Linked DNA regions of Mus musculus: all the other regions are linked to region 3. The links are chromatin contacts, called in public Hi-C and HiChIP or PLAC-seq maps. All regions are on one chromosome and are shown on one strand. The core of a region is the stretch at or near the end of the contact, and the rest is flanking DNA. Distances in the headings are between cores, read along the strand shown.

Evidence for each region. Hi-C and Micro-C count contacts between places; a contact is called where the count stands out from the background. HiChIP or PLAC-seq counts read pairs in DNA pulled down with a chosen protein or histone mark.
Region 1: a contact with region 3 is called in a Hi-C map of Th1 cells, with 2.7 times the contacts expected there. The contact joins the enhancer-like site here to the promoter of Tctex1d1 in region 3. A contact is called at or near these places in 2 of 39 promoter capture datasets (liver and pre-B cells), 1 of 15 datasets of contacts at CTCF or cohesin (CD8 T cells), 18 of 484 Hi-C or Micro-C datasets (DN3 thymocytes, ECoMG myeloid progenitors, the HPC-5 cell line and 13 more), 2 of 115 datasets of contacts at active chromatin or transcription factors (CD8 T cells and bone marrow-derived dendritic cells) and 4 of 9 other capture datasets (adipose tissue, liver, macrophages and 1 more).
Region 2: a contact with region 3 is called in a BATF HiChIP or PLAC-seq map of CD8 T cells, with 14 read pairs. The contact joins the enhancer-like site here to the promoter of Tctex1d1 in region 3. A contact is called at or near these places in 4 of 39 promoter capture datasets (HPC-7-derived erythroid cells, cranial neural crest, maxillary cranial neural crest and 1 more), 1 of 15 datasets of contacts at CTCF or cohesin (CD8 T cells), 6 of 484 Hi-C or Micro-C datasets (the HPC-7 cell line, Th1 cells, adipose-derived mesenchymal stem cells and 3 more), 4 of 115 datasets of contacts at active chromatin or transcription factors (CD8 T cells, Th17 cells, effector CD8 T cells and 1 more) and 4 of 9 other capture datasets (adipose tissue, liver, macrophages and 1 more).

The regions. Positions count from the first base shown.
Region 1 is chr4:102,917,701-102,920,923 of GRCm38.p6, forward strand. It overlaps Sgip1 (SH3-domain GRB2-like (endophilin) interacting protein 1), which reads left to right. Exons shown (of 26, transcript NM_001285852.1): 15 at 1,081-1,155. Among named protein-coding and RNA genes, the nearest start is that of Tctex1d1, 67 kb to the right of the region's middle. Within about 2 kb of position 1,256, at least 4 of the 459 cell types and tissues checked have an H3K27ac peak or open chromatin away from gene starts, as enhancers often do. A contact at or near this core is called in Th1 cells, where this site is marked.
Region 2 is chr4:103,097,100-103,100,572 of GRCm38.p6, forward strand. The region is part of intron 2 of Wdr78 (WD repeat domain 78); the gene reads right to left. Among named protein-coding and RNA genes, the nearest start is that of Wdr78, 15 kb to the right of the region's middle. Within about 2 kb of position 1,647, at least 4 of the 459 cell types and tissues checked have an H3K27ac peak or open chromatin away from gene starts, as enhancers often do. A contact at or near this core is called in CD8 T cells and Th17 cells, where this site is marked.
Region 3 is chr4:102,984,590-102,988,013 of GRCm38.p6, forward strand. It overlaps Tctex1d1 (Tctex1 domain containing 1), which reads left to right and starts at 1,790. Exons shown (of 5, transcript NM_001163767.1): 1 at 1,790-1,997. All of the region lies in intron 1 of Gm12709 (predicted gene 12709), which reads right to left.

The DNA.
Region 1 (3,223 bases), core at 6-2,505, 67 kb before region 3:
TGTTGAAGCTCCAGGCAGTGGTGGTGCATGCCTTTTAATCCCAGCACTTGGGAGGCGGAGGCAGGCAGATTTCTGAGTTGGAGGCCAGCCTGGTCTACAAAGTGAGTTCCAGGACAGCCAGGGCTACACAGAGAAACCCTGTCTCGAAAAAACAAAAAACAAACAAACAAACAAGATTGCTAAAGCATAGTGCTGCAAAGTCTGTCAGATACACTGTATAGAGCCTGGATATAACGTCCTCTGTGGAGCCCCCTTGGGACCAGTACTGTTTCCCTGACCACGCCCTGCACTGGAGTTCTGTGTGACCAGGATTCATGTTCAGTCACAATTCCTCCTGAGGGTTTACTCAGCACAGTGCCCTGGCTCTTAGTAAAGGAATTGAACATAACCGTGGCGTGATGTTTGTTAAATGAATAAAATGTTGTCAATGTTGTTTAGGGCCGTTTGAAGAACTATGGGCATAGGATGGAGGAGTCTGTATACTGTATTCTGTCTCTTGGTGTCCTAGTCAGGGTCATCACTGCTTCGATGAAGCACTATGACCAAAGGCAACCTGGAAGGAAAGAGTTAATTTGGCTTACAAGTCCTGAATCACCTTCCACTGAGAGAAGCCATGGAAGGAACTCAAACAGGGTGGAAATCTGGAGGCAGGAGCTGATGTAAGAGGCCAGGGGCACTGCTTACTGGCTTGCTTCCCATGGCTTGCTCTGCCTGCTTTCTTGTAACACCCAGGACCACCAGCTCAGGGGTGGCCCTACCCACAATGGACTGGGCCTTTGCATAACAGTTACTGATTTAAAAAACAAACCAAACCAAACTTTACATGCTTGCCTGCAACCCTATCTTATGGAGCCATTTTTTTCAATTGAGTTTCCTCTTCTCTTCTCCAATGATTCTGGCTTATATCTAGTTGACATAAATTAGCCAACACACTTGCTGTTGCCATTTTTTAACATTTAGATCATGACTAGCCCATTTCCAAGACTAAGGGTATAGATAAAAGCCCAAATCATGTGTCTTTTACTTTGTTGTATAATTTTGGAAGAATGCGATCACTGACATGTTATTCTCTCTTTATAGCACCTCCACCTCTGCCTCCAAAAACTGTACCAGCCACTCCGCCTCGAACAGGCTCCCCCTTAACAGTTGCAACAGGTAAACTAGAATCTTTACGGCTCTGAAATGATGTGGCAAACACAGCCACGGCCTTGGACTGCAACGTGCCCTTGATGTTGGAAAGTGCAGGCTGTGCTAAAACCACACAGTATCGGTGTTGAGTTTCCATTTCACTGCAAGTTCTTGTGCTGATTTACCGTAAGGTATACTCTTGGTCTTCACGAGTACTCAAACGCTCAGTTTTCCTTCAACGTCATTTTATGTGATGAGGGCCACACAAGTTATAAAGTAAAATAGCCATAAGACAAAAAAAAAAAAAAAAAAAAAAAAATCAGCTGTTTGGTTTACTCCATGTCTGACTGTGTTGGCTCTCATTTGAATGATCTGAAAATGAAGTCTCGAAGCATAGTCTGCATCTTTCTTCAAGTCTTTAAGCCTTTTGTTAGAACTAACATTTATGAATGGTTAGTGTTTAAAAGCCTTAGTGGGTCCCAGGATGAGGGGTGGTGACTGGTGGAGGAGTTATTGTCCCCAGTGGCCATTCACGTAGTCATTTCCCTGCAAAAGCTGGAGTCATCATTGCAAAATATGGCAAGGAATTGCTGTAAACTATTTATACATAACACTTCTGAGGCACCACTTTTCCTTCCTATAAAAATCAATACTGTGCATTCATGCAATTTATAATCTGCTAGGTCTTATTGGACAAGCAATTCAAAAATGGTGATGGTGATTTTATTTACCTGGGCCCTAGAATGGGGCTCTTTATCACCTTTGGAGTCCTATAGCAGCATTTACGCTTGGCTGTCTCTGCAGCCTGGTGAGTTTGATAGAGACAGAACAGTGTATTTATCAGAGAAGCAGAAAGTGAGGCACAGTCATTTTACGAAATTTATACTGACTCAAGCCCAGTAGAGAGACTCATGAAAACCATCATAAACAAGGTATTTGTGAGGTCAGCTGTTTGGAGACCCTGTGTTTCCACATAAATTGTGACAGCAACAAAATTGTAACTTATTGCCAGCCGTGCACAATGCTGCCCCATTTATCTGTGGCTGTGGAGCCTTGGAAAGTAACTCCTTTCCAAACAGAAGAATGGAAATACCAGCCAGTGCTTATAGCCCATGAGTCATTTACAAGTAAAATGGGGTCTGGCCGTGCCTTCCACCTATTTAGGTAGCAATTTCTAATTTAAATAACCTCATAATCATTTAAAAAGAAAGAAAAAGGACTATTCTCCAAATTGTAATTATCAAATATTTTATACTTCACTAAAGAAGTCATTTTTTTTATTTTTCCATACTATTGATATATATTGAAAAGAATACCCTGCTAATATTTAAGCAAAATGAAATTTCCTTCATCATACTTGAGGAAGCTATGCATCTCAGTCACTACTGGTTTGTTAACAAGCCCAGCTTTGTGAGAAAAAAAAAAATCTAAAAATGTTTCGATGGTGTTTTTCTCCTCTGTTAAGCAGGTACACATATAACATTTCTAATCAGTAGCAAATGCCTTGCTGTGCCCCCTGTGCGTGTTGTGTGTGGAGTGTGTGTGTGTGTTTGTATATATTCATGTGGGGTTATCATCTTAAGTACACTTTTTTGTGTTTATGGTATATTTAAAGTAAATCAATAGCTAAATGTGATGTCCTGTTTTGTTTTTGCTTTGTGTCTTTTCAATTAGCAGAGATTATCATTAGTTCCACCAAACATTTGTTAACACCCTAGACTGGAGACACTTTGTAAAGATGAGGACGGTTTTCAGAGCTCAAATCTTTCCAGCATTATGCGTATTCAGCAGACCAGCTTTTCAGAAGTGCCCTCCCTTTGGGTAGCTGCCCTTTCAGAGCCTGAAGGTCTCTGTGACCCTCGTACTAACTTTTCAAAATGATCACCGCTACTCCACTTGAGAGGTGTATCATGCTCAGCATTTTTAATAATAGGGAGGTGGTCAGCCACAGTCACCTTACAAAGGAGGGGACAGTGGCCCAGGAATAGGACGCTCATGTATTGAATTGAGCGTCCACCTACCTTTCACCTTTCAGTGCTTAAGTCAATAAGGGTATTTTTACACCATGAAGGTGTAAAATCTGAGGCACCTTACA
Region 2 (3,473 bases), core at 397-2,896, 110 kb after region 3:
ATGGCCCGTTAATGTAATTAAGAGGCAAGATGCATATAGAAACTGCCAGCATGATGGCAAACTTTTTAAAGATTTATTTATTTATTTATTTATTTATTTATTTATTTATTTATGTGAGTTCACTGTTGATCTCTTCAGACACACCAGAAGAGGGCATCAGATCCCATTACAGATGGCTGTGAGCCACCATGTGGTTGCTGGGAATTAAACTCAGGACCTCTGGAAGGCAGTGAATGTTTTTTCTTAACTGCTGACCCATCATCTTTCCAGCCCGACAACAAACTTTTTAATTAATTCTTTTTCTGTTTGTTTGTTTGTTTGGGTGGTTGGTTTTTGTTTTTCAAGACAGTCTCTCTGCGTAGCTCTGGGTGTCTAGAACTTACTCTAGGTTAGCCTTGAACTCAGGGATCCACCTGTCCCTGCCTCCTGACTGCTGGGATTAAAGACAAGCACCATCATCCCCAGTCACAAAAAGCTTTATATATATATGTATATATATATATATATATATATATATGTATGTGTGTGTGTGTGTGTATAAATATATTTATATATACATATATATATACACATATATATTACAGTTTTAAAGAGTCATAATACACTCTAATGATAAAACACACAGAAGTCAGAATGGCAAAATGATACTTTACTTATTAATATTTTGGACTATGCAATACTAGAAGTATAGGTTTGAAAAAAGTGCTTTCCACACAGTACCAAGTAGAGCCTACTACAGCTGGAGGGACCCAAGAACCTCAGTTCAGCCTGGCTGTGTCAGCAGTTCACTCTACATGTACTCTGACAGTCTGAATGAGAATGGCCCCACAGCTTGTGTTTGAATACATGGTCCCCAGTTGGTAGAACTCTTGGGAAGGATTGTTGGAGGTGCGTCACCAGGTGCAGACAGTAAGGTTTCACTGTGTTTTCCAGTGCTTGCTCTCTGCCTCAAGGCTGTAGATCAAGATGTGAGCTCTAAGTTCTTCCTTCACTCTGACACCTTCTGAAGCCATAAGCCCCCCCCCCAAATTTTTTTAATAAGTTGCCTTGGTTATGGTGATTTAACAAAGCAAGAGAAAAATAACTAAAATGTTCACCTTTTTAATTGTCTTAATTCTTTCCAGTCTTACAGATAATGTCTCCTGATTGTTTTGCCTTTGTTTGTGTGTTGCTCAGGTCTTAGGACTATTGCTTATGTGTCTTCACCCAGTTTCTTCTAAGACATTCTTCACTATATTGCTCAGCGACATTGTATACGTCCCTCTCTCCTTTCTCTCATCCTATCCCCTCCCAATTTGCTTCTTTTTTGTTGTTGTTACTTGTTTGTCCATGAGAACATAGCAAATACTTTAACTGGGGGGAAAAAAGGTGGCTGATAAGTAACAGCAGATATGTAAGCCCCAAGGAAGTAGTCAGCATGATACAACCCATCCAAAAGTTACAAACTCTATAGCAATGGTATCTCATGAGGGTGGGTCAGGTAAAATCCCTGCAGCGGAGCGTAAGAGAAAGTCTGTACGTTCAAATAAGGTCCTGACTGAGAACACAGATGAATGAAATAAGGAAGATGCTGCAGGATGTGAAATGGGGCTTCAACAAAGAGCTAGAAATACCGAGGAAAAACCAACCTAAAATTCTAGAAATGAGAAACAATGAGTCAAGTCAAAAGCTCTGGGGGAAGTCTCATCAATAGTGTGAATCAAGGAGATAACAGAACACTGAACTTGAAGGCAAGGTGAGGGAGCCCAGGCTACAACATCGAGAATTCTGGAATACACTGGAATAGGCATTTCAGAAAAGGCAAATGTGTGGCTGATGGGCATAGAAGACAGAGAAGAATTTAGTTCCAAAAGCATGGAAAACACTTTTTAAAGGATCAATGGAAACAATGTTCAAAGTCAAGAGATGCCAATCCAGATACTGGAGGCCTTTAAGTCACTAAACAAATGAGACATAAAAGAGTGTCTTCTCATTGCATCGAGACTAAAACATGAAACACACAGAAGTATAGGGAAGGTAGGTGCCACCAGGATATTAAAAGCAGCAAGAGAGAAACTTGCAGCCACATGCACATCACGCAGGCCCATCAGAGTGACAGCAAGTTATCTGAGAGTTAAAGGTAAGAAGGGCTAGACAGATGTGTTTCATGCTCTGAAACAGAACACATACAATAGGGCCTGCTACAATTGAAGAAAAAATATCCTCATCTCACCCCCACAAAAAGAAAACCTGATGAACGGAATTTATGATTAGTATGCTAGTTTTACACAAAAATCCATAAAGGAATCCTTTGGACTGAGAGAAAAACAAATCCATCCACAAGGCCATCGGGGGAAGAATCATGTTAGAATAAGAGTTAAGGAAGAGAAGTGGGGGAGGGACCTAAACATTGCAAAACCAGCAAGATGGCGGGAAGGGTGAACATCTTTCAGCTTCAATTCCCCCAATTAAATGCACAGACCAGCAGAATGGATTAAAGAGCAGGGGTTGTCTATTTGCTGCCTCCAAGAAACACGGCTAAGCATAAAAGAGATGTAAAAAGATGTGACACTTCAACATCCCAAGGTGTAGACAGAAAATGGACTTAGGAAACAAACAGATGTTGCTGTTCTGATAGACTTCACACCAAAATTACCAAGAGGTAATAGAGGTAGACACTGTGTGGGTGCTAAGGAAACCATCCTTCAGGCCACTAGGATTCCCTGAGCACAAATGCACCCAATTTCATAAAACAAATATTAGTAGATGGAAAGCCACAAATTAATACTAGTCCAAGAGTAGTGGGTGTCTTCCATAACAACAACAAAAAGACCAAAAATTAAACAAAACATGTGATGAGTGAAAACTAGTGAGATTAAAACAGAAATTAAAATCTCCAAAAAAAAACCTCCCATTTTTTTTTAATCTGTTCAGTGCTACACACCCACTCCATTGTTTAGCTTGGGCTGTTTTCATGATAATAAGATTTGTGAGTTCTTTGCATACACTGGATGTCTATTTGGCAAAGATTTTCTCCCTTTCTATTGCTGCCGCTTCACCTGCTTGACAATTTCCTTTGCTGCACACCATGAGATACCATTTGTTGCTTTTTGTCTCATTTCTTGAATGGTCGTAATGCTGTCCAGAGTGTCCTATGCCTGAATCCTGACGTAAGCTCTCTTCTCTTTTCCTCTATCGTTTCAGGTCTTATGTTGAGTTCATCGATCCATCTGGAGTTTAGCTTTGTCCAGGGTGACTTTATCCATTCTTCTAAACACAGCTATCCAGTTTCCCCAGGACTTTCTAAAGGGGCCATCTTTACTCCAGTGCATATTTTTGCCATCCTTATCAAAATTAGGTGGCTACAGTTGTATGACCTTGAAGTTGGATTCTCTAGTCTACTCCAGTGACCTATGTCTGTTTTGTACCAGTGCCATGCTGTTTATAATGCTAGGTCTCTAGAGTATTAATTGAAATTGGGTTTTGTCATACCC
Region 3 (3,424 bases), core at 540-3,039:
CTGCTCAGGTAAACAAGCAGGGCCAAGTAAATTGACATGGACTAATTTATTCCAGGATTCCAAGCCATGAGCCTGTGCATCAGAAATTAGGTTGGGCTATCCTTTCTTTGGATCCCTGATGGGAAAGGCTAGGAGACAGAATACCAAAGGGATAGCATGTGTTATACTGAAGTTTGCATCGAGCTGAAATGCAGCGTAGTCCCAGAAAGAGAGAGAGACAGAGAGACAGAGACAGAGAGACAGAGAGAGTGAGAGAGAGACTTGGAGAAGATAAAATGTCACTTTCCAAGTGAAACCACAGGAAAATGTGACAGCCTCGATGTGCTTCTCAGACAAAATATATATATTGAATAGAGGAAATTCTATTTTACCTAAAGTTATTTCCATAAATGGGGAAATGATGGGGGTTTTTGTTTTTGTTTGTTGTTTGTTGTTTGTTTGTTTGTTTAAGACAAGCTAGCTTGTAACTCAATATGTTGATCAGACTGGCCTGGAATTTTCAGTAATCCTCACAACTGCCCCCTTAGCTCTGAGAAAAGAGCCACTATAGCCTTGGATTTTTGAGGGCTTTTAGTTCTTGTGTCTGACAGATGGTTTTAGAGAGGAAGCAGGTCTGGTACCTGGTACCATTTACACAGGCATAGTCCAGAAGGAAGGCAGAGAATGGGAAGCTGGAAAGCGTAAAGCAGGTAGAAAAAAGCATAGGAGAGCCTGTCTGGACTGCGAGTAAGGAAGCCCCGCCCCCACGCACTACAGACCACCAGCACTGCTGCCACCGCCCCATCCTCTCCTTGAATCTTGAATCCATACGCCTCCACCTCAGCCTCCCAAGCGTTGGGGTCGTAATTACACACTACGAATCCCAACACGAAAACATAAACCACAAAAGAAAACTAAAACTTTTTTGGTAAGTAGAACATCAACAAAATGAAGTATTTTCACAACGTATATAATAATATAGTTAGAGAACTGCTAGAATATCTATCCACAGGTATAGCGTTGCATGTTAACAATAAAAGGGGAAGCCAGTTTTAAATAGAGTCAGAGGAGATGGCAGTGCCCACAAGGGGAGTCTAAAGGCCAAGCAGAGTAAGAAGAGCTACACAAGCACACTGGAAAACCAGAGATGCGTAACTTAGAGCAAGGTGTCTTCTACACCCGTGCTGATAGCAAAATGCTGGCAGACAGAATAGCAAACATTGCTGAGGGCAGTGAGAATAAAAATAGATCCAGCTGTTTAGTGCACACATCATCTGGACATTAATAATATATAAATAAATAAAATAAAAATAAAACATTAAGTTCTGTAGAGGCAGACAGCTTAATTCCTTTCATATCTCCTAGTATGACATCTCAAAGACAGAACAGCACCTGCGCACAAAACTGTCCTTCATGGACTATTTTGATCAGTGAGTGAGCAGTTATTATTGCATTATGTGAATTCTTAAGTAATTAAGTCTTTTTTGCTCTAAAATAAATTCTGCTTACAAGTCCATTATATAGTAAGTCCGGAGTGACTTGTAAGATGAATTTACAACCTAGGAAAAGTGTTTATTCAAGTGTTTGGTACAAAGCAAGCTTTATTTTAGCTTTCTTATTGAAAAAGTCCATTTGCATCTATTCCAAAAACGAAAGGAAGGGAGAAGAAGGAAGGAAGAACAAGGAGGAGAGTAAGGGTTTCCTCTGCACTGGAAATATGGCAGGGCTGGCCACACCCCTCGTTAATGACGTCACAGTCATGTGACATAGCCAGGCCTCAAACACATCCAGCATCACCTCTCCTGATTGCAGTGTGGCTTTGAAACCATGCCTCCTTCAGGCCCTGCAGGAGATGTCTATCGTCTGGCCTTGACCATCAGTTCCGTTCCTCTCAGATGAACAGTAGCCCACCACGTCAAGAGCTGGCCCTGCGCTTTTACCCACACCTATGATTGTTCTGCCAGTCTCCTGTGCTAGGTTTTACATCTGTCAGTCCAGGGCTTGACTGTTCATGGGAGGTAGGTATATTCTGTGTCCTTCGAAAAACACCCTTACTCTTGGGGAAAAAAAAAAAGCTTCCCACAAGACGATACCTTCTACTGTTTTCTCATTTCTTTAATTTGTGAAGGTTTTCAACTTCTGTTTCCACTATAGCCTTCTAAAAAGATAGGCCAATTGGGATAAGATATCATGAAACTGCATGACTTCCACAAAGACGCACCATTTACTGCTAGGAAATGAGCTGGCATGCTTTAGGTTTTAAACATAATCAGAAGGGGAAAAAAAATCCATAGATAGTCTTAGTCCCCAGTTAAGCAAGTCTCTGTATATTGTATCTTTCTCTATATATCATATTCCAGGAGCATATTTAATTTTAAATGCATCTTTTGTGTGACCATCACTCTGGACTCTGACACATCATAGGCCATAAATTTTTGTTTAAAAGCTTTTTTAAAAATTAAAAAAAAACAAAAACAAAAAAACCCACAGAACCTATAGCCTTCTTTTCTCTGTGCACTGCAATGTCTATCTATCCACTAGAGGGCAGCACATGACTTTAATGACGCGCTTCCCCATCCTTCCTGAAGGCCCTCTTATGGACATGGGTGGCCACCAGTTACAAAGCCCAGGAATTTATGTTTGTTCTCAACAGTAACTCTTATTTCAAGAAACCTGAATACAATTCTGTCCTCAAAAGTAGCTCATGTACTTCCAAGCACAGCCTGGATTTTTACATGAAACTATACATATTTTGATTTTAAAATACCTTTATATAAGATATACTTCTCTTTTCTCTTTTCCCCTACTGTGAATGTGTTTGTTGAATGCTTACACCAGTTTTTAGATCAGATTCTCAGCACATGCCTGATGCCAGTACTTGAGGAACAAAGGTGGGGAGGATCACAGAGAGTTGGAGGCCAGCCTCGTCTACCGAGCAAACCCCAAGCCAGTCAGCACTGCACAGCAAGACACTGTCTCAATTAATTAAGATAAGATTGACTGCAGCATTCTCTAGGCAATGAGACTAGGTGTCGGAAAGGATTAGCTCGGCAGGTTGGATCACAGAACTGGACTTCATCCACTTGTAGTGTTGGGACATGTAGCCAATATGTTTATTGTATTTATGCCTGCAGTTGAAAGCTTAAATGCATTTAATAAGCAGATCACGTGCTTGTCTTTAGCAATACAAATGCCTCGAGCCTCTTTGTGTAAGCCAGTGTTCTGGACTTCATTGATAAGCCCATGCTTTTAAAATATAGGAACTCCTCAATTTCTAAAAACTGTACCAAGGGGCTAGAGGGATAACTCAGTGCAAGAAACACTGGCTGCTCTTTCAAAGAACCAGGGTTTGCTTCCCAGCACCTATAAGGCAGCTCACAGCCCCAAGTGATCTGACACCCTCTTCTGGCCTCTGTGGGCACCAAGAGTTCGCATGACTCACACA